Regions from separate parts of the Mus musculus genome. Here regions 2, 3 and 4 are each linked to region 1. The links are chromatin contacts, called in public Hi-C and promoter capture Hi-C maps. All regions are on one chromosome and are shown on one strand. The core of a region is the stretch at or near the end of the contact, and the rest is flanking DNA. Distances in the headings are between cores, read along the strand shown. Region 1 holds the start of Arl5b (ADP-ribosylation factor-like 5B). Region 2 holds the start of Yme1l1 (YME1-like 1 (S. cerevisiae)). Region 3 holds the start of Acbd5 (acyl-Coenzyme A binding domain containing 5). Region 4 holds the start of Enkur (enkurin, TRPC channel interacting protein).

The links. Promoter capture Hi-C pulls out the DNA fragments that hold promoters and counts their contacts. Hi-C and Micro-C count contacts between places; a contact is called where the count stands out from the background.
Region 2: a contact with region 1 is called in a promoter capture Hi-C map of pre-B cells, with 3 times the contacts expected there. The contact joins the promoter of Yme1l1 here to the promoter of Arl5b in region 1. A contact is called at or near these places in 1 of 39 promoter capture datasets (pre-B cells), 3 of 484 Hi-C or Micro-C datasets (CD4 T cells, CD8 T cells and muscle stem cells) and 1 of 9 other capture datasets (liver).
Region 3: a contact with region 1 is called in a promoter capture Hi-C map of pre-B cells, with 9 times the contacts expected there. The contact joins the promoter of Acbd5 here to the promoter of Arl5b in region 1. A contact is called at or near these places in 2 of 39 promoter capture datasets (cranial neural crest and pre-B cells).
Region 4: a Hi-C map of CD8 T cells shows a contact between it and region 1, with 7 times the contacts expected there. The contact joins the promoter of Enkur here to the promoter of Arl5b in region 1. A contact is called at or near these places in 2 of 484 Hi-C or Micro-C datasets (CD4 T cells and CD8 T cells) and 1 of 9 other capture datasets (liver).

Annotation. Positions count from the first base shown.
Region 1 is chr2:15,053,950-15,056,792 of GRCm38.p6, reverse strand. It overlaps Arl5b (ADP-ribosylation factor-like 5B), which reads right to left and starts at 1,473. Exons shown (of 6, transcript NM_029466.5): 1 at 1,219-1,473. The coding sequence starts at 1,264. It also overlaps a transcript of Nsun6 not described here.
Region 2 is chr2:23,155,131-23,157,973 of GRCm38.p6, reverse strand. It overlaps Yme1l1 (YME1-like 1 (S. cerevisiae)), which reads right to left and starts at 1,469. Exons shown (of 19, transcript NM_013771.5): 1 at 1,243-1,469. The coding sequence starts at 1,275. Mastl (microtubule associated serine/threonine kinase-like) reads left to right here and starts at 1,950. Exons shown (of 12, transcript NM_025979.4): 1 at 1,950-2,295. The coding sequence starts at 2,113.
Region 3 is chr2:23,067,701-23,070,543 of GRCm38.p6, reverse strand. It overlaps Acbd5 (acyl-Coenzyme A binding domain containing 5), which reads right to left and starts at 1,472. Exons shown (of 14, transcript NM_001355637.1): 1 at 1,260-1,472; 2 at 925-1,093. The coding sequence starts at 1,274.
Region 4 is chr2:21,203,899-21,206,741 of GRCm38.p6, reverse strand. It overlaps Enkur (enkurin, TRPC channel interacting protein), which reads left to right and starts at 1,377. Exons shown (of 5, transcript NM_027728.2): 1 at 1,377-1,670. The coding sequence starts at 1,594. It overlaps Thnsl1 (threonine synthase-like 1 (bacterial)), which reads right to left and starts at 1,018. Exons shown (of 3, transcript NM_177588.2): 1 at 897-1,018.

The sequences.
Region 1 (2,843 bases), core at 224-2,723:
ATGAACAGGGATAGCAGCAATAACCTACTATAAAGGGAGAACCAACACTCTGATCATTTTTATTGCTAAGGTGTGTGTGTGGGGGGGGGGGGGTTGATAAAAGGTAATATTGCGTAATTCATTTTTATTTACACAAATTTAATTGTGTAATCAATATATATTTAATTATATGTTGAAATTGTTCTTGACATAGTACTTTTACAATCATTAGAAAATGTTAAGTTGCTGAAAAATAGTGCATGACATTACTGAGAAACATCGCCGGGAGCTTCAGTTTGGACACTCCAAAGTCACTTAAAAGGGAGTATTTATCTGTGGTACTTGCATACACACACATGTGCCAGTGTGCTTGCATGTATTCATAAGCTTGAAAGGGGCTTTTTAAAAATCAGCGTTCAGAACAAGTGAATTAATGCCATTCAAAATGATTTCACGGTTTAAATCCACAAAACAAAGGACCTTAATAATGGCAAAGACTTGGTACCTTCATAAAAACAAAAGTAGTTTATAAATCATGCCCTACAAAATGAAACAAATGGGAACAAAATTTGGTCTTAATACTCAGAAACCATTCTGTTACAAGAAAGACGAAGACTTTATCATTGGACCCCTTTCTGTCTAGTAGTGACTCTTCTCAAGACAGCATTGCTTATTCTGCCTCGGAACAGGTTTTACAACTTCTAGGTAATTCATGACCTGTTCTAGAATAATTACGGCCACGTAACATCTTACACATAACCGAGAGCATTTAGATTTTTTTTTTCACGCCTACGGGGAGGAGGGGAAGCTGTGTGTATGTGTAAAAATTTCAGAAACCCGTGCACCTGAATACTCACTCATTCTAAGTCTTGACGAACAGAAATCAGAGCCAAGTCAGACAACGTGAAGGTGCATTGGCATAGACAAGAGGAAGGTAAACAGTGCAAAACTCCTGTTTCGTGTTAAACAAACGGAAAGTTTTGGGTTCTCGGGGAGACACTTTCTTGGGGCTAATCAGACCTAAAAGATGGTTCGCTGAGACCGGAAAGGCCCGCAAACAGATTGCAGGAATATGTTTTCACCTTGGTTGGCTAAAAGCTGCACACGCGTGGGATTCCTGGCCATCGGGTGCGTCCCCTGCCCGGGCTCCGGGTCCCCAGATCCGAGTTCTACCCCGAACCCTATCCAGATCTCAATCTGGACTTGCCAGCGCCGCGTCCACCCTCCCGCCGGCCTCACCTTGGTTACAAAAAAGGCTCCACAGTTTAGCGAAGATCAGCCCCATCATGAGCCCCGGACGGGACAGACTTCCTGGGCAGCACTCGGCGGCAGGTGCCGCGGCGCCCGCGGTGGAACCGAGGGGAAGCCGATCCGGAGCCGCGGAGCCTCAAGAGTCCAGCGAAGCTTTGGTCCTCCGCGGAGCCGGGAACCGCCGCAGACTCCTTTGTTCGCAGCGCGCTGAGCCCAGCCCCGACCCGTAGTCGCTCGGTCTGCGCCCACCTACCCTGCACAGCCTGGGCTGGCCACGAGCCCCGCCCCCGCCCCGCCTCCCCACCTACGCCCGGGACCACCCATCGCCGGAAGGTCGGCACGTGACGTCGGCGCGCTGACGTCAGCGGGCGCCTGGGACGTGGCGGGTCCTCCCTGTACACTTCCGGTGTGCGGATGGTGGGCGGGCTTGGCGTCTGCGGAGGCGGGGTGTGGCCGATCTGGGGATTTCCTCGGCGCGCGCTCCCTCTCCTGCCACTCTGAAGAAACGCGGACTGAGGTCCAGAGCAGCGGTCATCCCCGAGGCCTGGCCACCGCGTCCCTCGCTGCTGACCGCCTGAGGAACCTCAGCTGGCGCGGTCCTCTGACTGAAGCGGAGGAGTGGGTTTCCGTTCCTGTCCCAGTGTTGGGATTCTAGCGTGATTCTTAATTCTGAATGGAATTGATAGGGACGTGCGTGCTGGAATGCCTGTAGCCAGGGTCCAGTTAAGTTTCTAAAATCAAAGTGCCATCAGTTTGGCCAAGCGTTAGGTGTGGTAGTTAATCTCAAAATCCTTACCAGTTGAAACTGGAAACTTCATAGGCCAGACTAGTCCTTGAGGCCACCTGGCGGGCCCCACATAACCAGAGAAGAAGCCTGCCAGCCTGACCTTGTAACAAGGTAAACTGTCCCATGACCTATTCCAAATAAAACAAATGAGTATAGCTTAAGATGCCCTGCTAGTGGCCGGGCGTGGTGGCGCACACCTTTAATCCCAGCACTCGGGAGGCAGAAGCACGCGGATTTCTTGAATTCAAGGCCAGCCTGTTCTACAGAGTGAGTTCCAGGACAGCCAGGGCTACACAGAGAAACCCTGTCTCGAAAAACAAAACAAACAAAAAAAAGATGCCCTGCTAGTGCTACACTTCAAAGGACAGTGAAGACTTGAAAACTCGGGTACAAGATCACAACAACTTCTTGATACTAAACCATAGCTCCAGCCTCTCCTACAGAGGAAAAGTTGTACTGATCCTGTTCAAACATAGCTTTAATGATCATCCGTTGGACTACAAATTTGAATGAGTTTGTGGTTGCGCAAACTTATCATTTCTACTTTTGGCCTCATTATTAAAAAGCCGACTTAAGATTCTCTAACGCCCTTTTCAGGTTAGAATTTAGAAATTTGAAAGTTTTGCTAACCTGAAGGAAAAGAAACTTACTCTGACTGAAACAAATGATAGATGCTCACAAATACAGTTGAATATTGCCTAAACTAATAAATGCTGATGCATGTACTGATGTTAGGAAAAAATGGAACTTGTTTATACTGTACATGTGTATTGACTATATATGTATGTATATATATAATACATTATATATACATATATATGTAATG
Region 2 (2,843 bases), core at 220-2,719, 8.1 Mb before region 1:
ACTGCCTCAAGGCTTCTCTCCAACCTCCCTTTAGCCACTCTGTTCTTGCCACATGGGCCTGACTTTTGTTCCTCACAGGATTTTATATTTATATTTTTCTGTCTGCCTGAAATTCCCGTTTATTTATTTATTTATTTACTTATGGTTTTTCGAGACAGGGTTTCTCTGTGTAGCCCTGACTGTCCTGGAACTTACTTTGTAGACCAAGCTGGCCTTGAACTCAGAGATCCGCCTGCCTCTGCCTCCCAAGTGCTGGAATTAAAGGCGTGCGCCACCACGCCCGGCGAAATATCCGTTTATTGTTCATCTTTATTTCCAGTGACTAGGAGAAATCTACATTTGCTTGGTTCGCTTGCTGCCTAAGTAGCAGCTAAGCAATTCCTTTCTCCATTAGTCTACCAATTCCATAGGAACACAAAAAGAGGCAGGTAGTAAGATGTAACGAACATTTGGGGGGGCAGTCTTTTGAGACAAGTCTCACTATGTAACATCTCTAGATTCTCTGCCTGCCTCCCAAGGAATAATCCTCAAGACAAGTTGATGGTGCATCTGGTGTGATGGTGGTGGGAGCCATGATCCCAACACTTAGGAGGCCAGCCTGGACATAATAAGGACTAGGACAGCAAAGATAGACAATGAAACCTCGCCTCAAAAAATAAAATATAATTAATTAATTAATTAAACATTGTTAACACCTTCCCCCCCAAAAAGAAAACAAATTTTAATGAAACAAGGAAAAATTAACATAATTTGGGTCCTGATTTTTTAAAAAATGTTTAAAATTTAATTGCAAGAATCTAATGATTCAAAAATGTGCACAAGTTAATTCTACCCAGAAAGAAAGAAATTGTGATGCTATTCGAATTATTAGAGTATGTTTGAACTAAATTCGGCTTGAAAGGAAAAAAGGGTAATCAGAAATAGATGGATGGAAAGAACACTGTCTTCTTTACCTTTCTCGCAGATTTCACAAATCCCCATCTCAGACTGTCCAACCCTAAACAGTCCCTGAATTGTCAACAGAAATTCTGTGCAAGCCAGTGGATACGCTATGTGATGTTCACCACGGTTAGTGTCAGGTCATAGTCTCAGCACTGTCCCCTGATCTCCTTTTCAGCCTGCGACTCAAACAGGGTTCGTCGCTTCCCTCACTAATTTTGCTTCAGAAACACCGATTCTACTACAGCATCCGGGGAAAAGTCGCAAAAGGGACGCAGGAAAACGCCTGAATGCTGGGCTCACCTGAGGCTGCACAGTGCTCGACAGGGAGAACATCTCCGGGCCCTCGAGATCTTACCGGCCAGCCGAAACTGCTTCTTAGCTTCAGCTCCGAGGAAAGGGGCTGAGCCCTTTTATTTTCTCTTTATTTCTCTTTGCTTTTCTCCCAGTTTCTCCCTTACTCCTCCCAGAAACGAAAAAATGGCTTCCCCTCCCGACAGCTGCTACGACGACATCTGCCCCGGAAGACCATAGGTACAGTGCTTCCGGAGCAAGCCTCCGCGTTCACCCCGCCCCCGCCCGTCAGCGCTCCGCCTCTTCCGGGGACTCTGTCACTTTGGGGTGGTTTTTCGAGGTTCCTATCACCACCTCCACAATAAATTGGATGTTCTTCTAGTCGCTCCTACTCTGTTTCTGAATTCAGTACGCGGTCAAACGCACTTAACGCTCACCCAGGCTCTCCACATTCTGTGGCTTCGCTAGCTTCCACACATCATCCCTAGCCATTGCTTTACTTAACAGTCGGCCTGGCTTCTAGCTCATGCGGAGGGAGGGAGAACTGCAGATCTTGACTGAGACTCGGAAGGACCCCACCAGACTACATAAAGTCTTAGTCCCTTGCTCATTGGCCAGAATGCACTGCCTCGTCACAAAAACAGCCCGTGTATCCGCGGCTGAGCCCCGCCCAGCGCCCCTTCCGGCAGCGCCGCCGGCTCCGCCTAGCGCTCCGCAGACTGCGCCCAGCAGTGCCGCCGGCCCCCACCCGTCGATGCCTGCTTACAGGGAGCCGGCAGAGCGCAGACGCGCGGTGACGTCACGGGAGGCGTCCGGCGTAGGCGAAACCTTTTGAATCTAGCTGGCGGGAGTTGCTGCTGCAGGGCGAGCTGTGCAGCAATGGAGTCCGCCTCGGCAAGTGAGGAGAATGAAGGAGGTGCGGCGATAGAGGAGTGCGTGAGTAGGATCCCGGTACCAAGACCACCCTCCATTGAGGAGTTCACCATAGTGAAGCCCATTAGCCGTGGTGCATTCGGGAAAGTGTACCTGGGACAGAAAGGCGGCAAGTTGTACGCAGTGAAGGTAGGCAGTCAGAAGCGAGAAGGTCTTAAATGGTCCTCCCTCGCGGACCTCCCTTTTGAGTTGTTGAACAAACTCTGGAGCTGCTGTACCACTAGCCTGGAATGCCCGGCTTACAGAAGCCTGCACAGTCCTGCTTGTTGACTGTGGGCGTTTAGGCAGACTGCAGTGAGCAGGTGTCTGTCCTTTCCCTTGCCCTGCCCTTCTCTGTATACTGAGAATCATTAACCCAGTGAAAATAGCAAAACTTACCCAACTGTGCCCTGGCCATTGTTAACAAATGAGAAAACTGCGACTGAAGGCAGAGGCTTGAAGCCACACCCATGACTCCTGAGTCATGTTTCAAATCAAAACGGCCTTAAGTACTTGTTGGTTATGTTTTCCTTGTTTGACATACATAATAGCCGAAATCTTGCTATCACAAACAAGATTGGTTTGTAGACAGTTCAAATCTCACTCTTACCAAAAGGAAGCTGCATTATATTCGAATTTTCTGTGACACAATTTATATTGTGAAAGTTTTTAATTGTAGTATTATTTATTTAAAGTAT
Region 3 (2,843 bases), core at 223-2,722, 8.0 Mb before region 1:
TATGCTTACTACTAATTTTTTAGCCAAATGATGATACATGAAAAGTGGGAAGATAGCTGGGCAATGGTGGCACACGCCTTTAATCCCAGCACTTGGGAGGCAGAGGCAGGCGGATTTCTGAGTTCGAGACCAGCCTGGTCTACAAAGTGAGTTCCAGGACAGCCAGGGCTACACGGAGAAACCCTGTCTCGAAAAAAAAAAAAAAAAAAAAAAAAGAAAAAGAAAAGAAAAGTGGGAAGACATTAAATACTATACAAATATAGTAATGTTATGTTTGACTTGGCCTACAAATCTAGCACACACAATAAAAATGCTTAAGATAATTTTAATCTAATTTATTATGAAAAGTAAATCACAATGCAAATGGATATAAAATTTCAAAGTAAAAGTCTCTCTTCCCAAGCTTCTCTATTTAGAACACTGAAAAAAAAATTTAGTGATGGAAAAAAAAATCCTTAACACTGGTCAGACAAAATTATAAAAAGTTTTACAAGCTGTTGCCAGGATACACACAAAGAAAACCGTACCTGACACATCATAGTCAAAATAATCATTTTACACGAGAATATAGTTGTCCTTTCCTTTCCGCTTCATATCAAAGTTTCTGAAGGTTCGGATTACACTTTTGAGTTAGGTAGCACCAGACATCCCTCCCCAGTTTTTGTTTTTGTTTTTTAACTTTCCCAAATCCACAGTCATTAAGTGATAAGACTTGTTCTCAAGAATATAAACTACTTAAAACCTAGATAATACGTCGCCTTTGGCCTCAAAAATCAGCGGTAATTAATTAGCATTCAATACCATTCTTTCAATTACATTTCTTTCAATTACATTTCTTTTAATGACAGAGCGAGAGGGGGCGCTAAATAAGGTAGACTAGAAGCAGCTGGAAAAGGTCTTTTACCTAGAGCCCACTGCACATACCATTTTTCGGCAAACTCTGGATCACCTTCACGGCCGCCTCAAATCTGGTTTCATACACTGACGGTGTGTCCGCCATCTCCAGCTGCCAGCGCCGGCCTCGGTCCCAAGGTCTGTCCGCGGTAATCACACAGCAGCAGCAGCACCAGCTTCCCCAAGAGCCTGCATGAAACTGAACACCGAGCGCAGCAGCGGATTAATGACAGGAGCATAGCTGGTCAATTCCCCTTTGCCTGCCCAATCAAGGCCACATCAACTCAGGTGGCCCGGTTCCTTCCTCCTTCGTGGGGCGTGTCTAAGAGTACATCCCAGCCAACAAAAACAGCCAAACAACTCACCGCGAGGAAGAGCATCTCTAGCAGCAGGCCTTGGAGGTTGAGCCGCCCGTGATAGCGGACCCTTTCTCCCACCCGGAAGATGCCGGCCAACCAATCACACCCCCCATTCCTGAGAAGTTCTGCCGTCGGTGGGCAGCCGCCCCACAGCCCCGCCCCAGAGTCACCGGAGGACCCACTAGCCTCCGCCGCCGCGGCCGCCGTGCAGCAAACCCCACCCACCCGCTCCGCCGCGGTGACGTGCACGGGCTGCGCGTTCTCAGAGGAGGGGAAAAGAGGCTGCAAGGCGCTCCGGCTGGGGTTGGTCTGTGGAGAACCCGGTGCTTGTTTATGTTCGGGCTGAGGACAGCAAGCCTGGTGACGCGCTAGGATTCTATGCCAGGTCCTAAAGGTGGCCCCTGGATACCGCTAGTGTTTAAAGAAAAGAAAAACACAAGAGTCGGTGGTCCTCAATGCCTAGCCTCGGGGTTAAACCGGAGAAGGGAGTGAATCATAAAAGTGGCTTCAAAACTTCTTTTGACATTTACTCTCTGTGACCTAGGAGAAGGCACTTGACCTCTTCTGTGGATATACAACACGCTAAAGGGGAGAAAGGGAGGATTAAGGGCAAGGATGGAAGGGCTTAGCCCTGGCCCCCAAGTCTGGGACAGCTTTCACCGTCTGGCCCCAAGGGTGGCCGCGGAGAGAGCAAAGGTGAGCGGTGGCGGCCTGCTGCGCAACACCTCCACTACCCACTCTCCAGGCCCAGGAGACAGGCACAGCCACGTCCAGCTCCGCCGGAGGCTAGGGATGGAGATGGTCGGTGAACAACGTAATGCCCGCGTTGTAGGCACTTAGGAAGCTCCCCGCAGGCGTAGAGTGCCGTGGCCTGGAAATCTCAAGGACGCCCCGCTGGGAACGTCAGTTTTGTCGGTTTAGGATGGGTTGGGAAGATTACTCGTAAAAATCTAGTTGCGAACTATAAGTCACTCTTCCCTTGGAGCCGCGATGTCGGCATTTACCTTGATATAGCCAAATGACTGGCAAGGCCTGTCCGTTTTGTCTCGACGCCTGCCCCGCACCTTGCCCCCGCGGGCTTATGGGAACTGTAGTCCCCCGGCGCTTCCGGACACCTTCCTCTGTAGGCTGGCGTAGTCCCCCTCCGGTTCCGGTTCGGTTTTTCCTTGTAGCCCACCCTTCCTGTGTGTGGCGGAAGTTCCTTTCTTCCGGATTGCGTTTGGGGCGTCTCCGAAGTACTTCTTAAGCTTCGAGCAGAAAGGAATCCTCTGACATAGCTTGTTTATCTGGGTATTGAGAACAGTGTCGTCTGAAGAGTTCTTTCAGGGCTCATGCGGCCTGTATTCAAAAGTACCCCAGAAACAGTTCCGGACTCACTGATCGTTTAATCAAAAAGACCAAAGGCACTGGAGGAACGCAGGCTTCACTAGAGAACCGCTCCCTAGTACTTCACCGCCTTCATATGTGTGATGTTTGGCAAACGTATGATCTGTTTCAAAAGCACTGTAAGGTGTTGATAGATGAGGAAATGATAGTTGACTTGCCCAAGGTCCTAAAATTTAATGATTTAGCAAGCGAGTGTCAGTCAAA
Region 4 (2,843 bases), core at 128-2,627, 6.2 Mb before region 1:
GGTTAATACTGTTTACATTCTATGAATTCACGATTCAACAGTTAACATGCACAGGAGCATATATCCAACAAGGAAGTTTTTCTCTTTACATGTTAAGTAAAAAGCAGCAGAGAAATCATTTTTTTTCAAAAGCAAAAATTGGTGCTCCCTATCCACCCCTTAATCTATGGAATGTTTTTAAAGAAACCCAATCTGCTGTGAAATAAGGAAACACATCACCCCACCCCAAAAGATTATTCATCTGAACCGTGGGCTGCCCAGAAAAAAAATAGATAAATTCTATCAAACCGAAAAACGGGAAACTAAATTGTTTCTTTATTCTTATCGAATAAAATTTAGCAGAAGCCTCCAATCACGACTTGCATTGAGCGAGGCCTTCCAAGTGAGGACTGAAAAGTTCACTAAGCCACCAGGCCATTTAACCCAGCCACCAGGCAGTGAGAATTGAAGAACTGATGCACCTGACTTCCCTGGCAGGGCAACTGCCAAGTGGATTTAGACCCACGAAATTTCCTCCCAAATCCCAGGGCCAAAGGATGTGACTGGGTGAAGGCTTTCAAATGAGAGTGCAATCACAAGTGCATATGCATGAACGGGAGATCAAACAGCTCAAACGAAATATAAGCACTTCTCGGAGAGGAAAAAAACAAAAACATGTCAAAAAGGGAGTCAAGGGCTGAAACCTGGGCAAAATTCGAGGCCCTCTTCCAAAGGCTGGTCCTCCTGGCGCCGGGTAGCGCTCGCGCACGCACCGTGGAGACAGAGCACCGCAGGGCCCGCCGCAGGGTCCGGTGCGACAGGTGGATGGCAAAGAGAGGCCTGATGGGGCACGACGGAAGGGGGGATGCTAGGGTAACAACTCTCGCTGGCTTTCCATTCCTCCTCCATTAACTCACCAAGAAAACCACCCAAAGAAGAGGAAAGAGAGAAAGGGAGAAAGGGAAGCGCCTTCGGCACCGCCTGGCAACCTCAGCCGGCAAGCCCGCCCCAAGCTGCTGCTTCTGCGCCTGCGCTGACTGCGCGCTGCGCCACTAGGCCAACCACGTAACCCAGACGCCCCGCCCATTACCCCGAGGCTCCTCCCCTTCCCCGTCGATCGCTCCACCTCCGCAGGGGCGCGGCCTGAATGTTGGAAACTATTATGTGACGCGTGCGTGTCTGTCCTGCTCCCTATTGTAGAATTTTTCTTTCCAGATGTACCGAGGAAAACCACAAAATGTTTGGGTGCGGGGGGGGGGGACAATGTTTTCATGTCGTCTTTTCCAAAGACGCAGGAACGTCTTTTTCCTTACGTTTTTCTCAGACAGAAGAGGTTACAAAAAAGGAATCAGATAAAAGCCAGGTTGCCCCGTCTCCTAGCAACTGTTTCCTTAGCAACCACGTGGTCAACAACGCTAAACAGACTCGGAGCAGAATTATTTTCTTCCTGAAAAAGGGACTGTTACGAAAGGGTCAAAGGGAAATTACACGAAAGAGAAATTTTAGTTCTTTGATAAGAAAGTAAGAAAAGAAAAAGGCGGTGAGAGAAGGAGTTGAGACAGTGGGAAAGTGAGCCAAAAAGCTGAGTACTTGTTAAGGAATTCCTTGGTGGCCATGGACTCACCCTGCACTTCCGAGAGTATTTATAACCTCATACCCAGTGACTTGAAGGAGCCGCCCCAGCATCCTAGGTATGTGGGTAAGCAAAAGCGATGACTTCAGCCCAGAGGAAGATCGTTGACCTCTTTTAAAGACTTACGGGGCTGACTTTTACATTTAATCTTGGGTCGCAACTTCTTAAGACCAGGTGGACAAATCTAAATAGCGTTTCATATTTCACAGAGAAAAAAAAAAAGTGAGCTAGTGTTGTCAGACGTCCATTTTATGATCATAGCCCCCCACTAATATGCAATTATTAATTTGGTTTTAGGTGCTGTGTATAATGTGAAATTCCATGTCGTTGAAAAGAGGGGGAAAAATCTGTTTTATCCGTCCGTTTTAGGAAATCTGATGTTTAATTTAGGAACTCAATGTTGTATTTGACTTAGGCACTCTTTTGCCTCCCGTAATTTGTGTCTAAATTGAATTCTCATTTGTTTCTAGGCCTCAGTATTTCAATTGGTTTAACAAAAATGATGGACTAGAGAGTATGTCTAGGATTTTTACAGATCTTGTGGTTTAATGAAAGGGGTACAGTTGGATGGATGGAAATTCCAAAATATATAACTGAAGGAAATTCTTATGTGTTTGTTATATTTCTGAAAATCTCCAAATCTGAAAAAGGAAACTTCAAAATAAATGTCCCAGATACTTGGCCATATAGGTATTTTGTAAACTGTATTGAAGTCTGAGAGAAGAGGGCAGTCCCATGCCTCCTAGGAGTTGGTGATTTCTGTTATTTACCTTTGTCTTTTGACTTAAGAAAGTCACAGCCACTTTAAAAGAACCAGCACTCAGGTGCGCATGCCTGTTGCGGCACCCAGGATGCTGATGGGGAGAATCTGAGTTCAAGGCTAGCATGGGCTACAAAGACAGACCCTGTCTCTAAAACCAAACAACCAAGAAAAAAAAAAATCAAGAGTTACCAGTTATTATTATTGTGGAGGTCTACAATCAATTTGCACTTGTTTTCTGATTTGAAAATAAGTGAAGTAGACATTCGGAGGTTCCTTCCAAATGTAATGGCCAATTTTTTATGACGTGGAGTGGTAACAGCAAAGTGTAGGTCCTTCCATTTTAACTCAAACTGAATAGGCAGCTTATATCAGAGCAATCATGATATTGTATTTCCCTTGCTTATCAGCTGGGCATCTCTGGGGAGGAATGAAAATGCTGACACCGGTGTGGAGTTTGCAATGCTCACA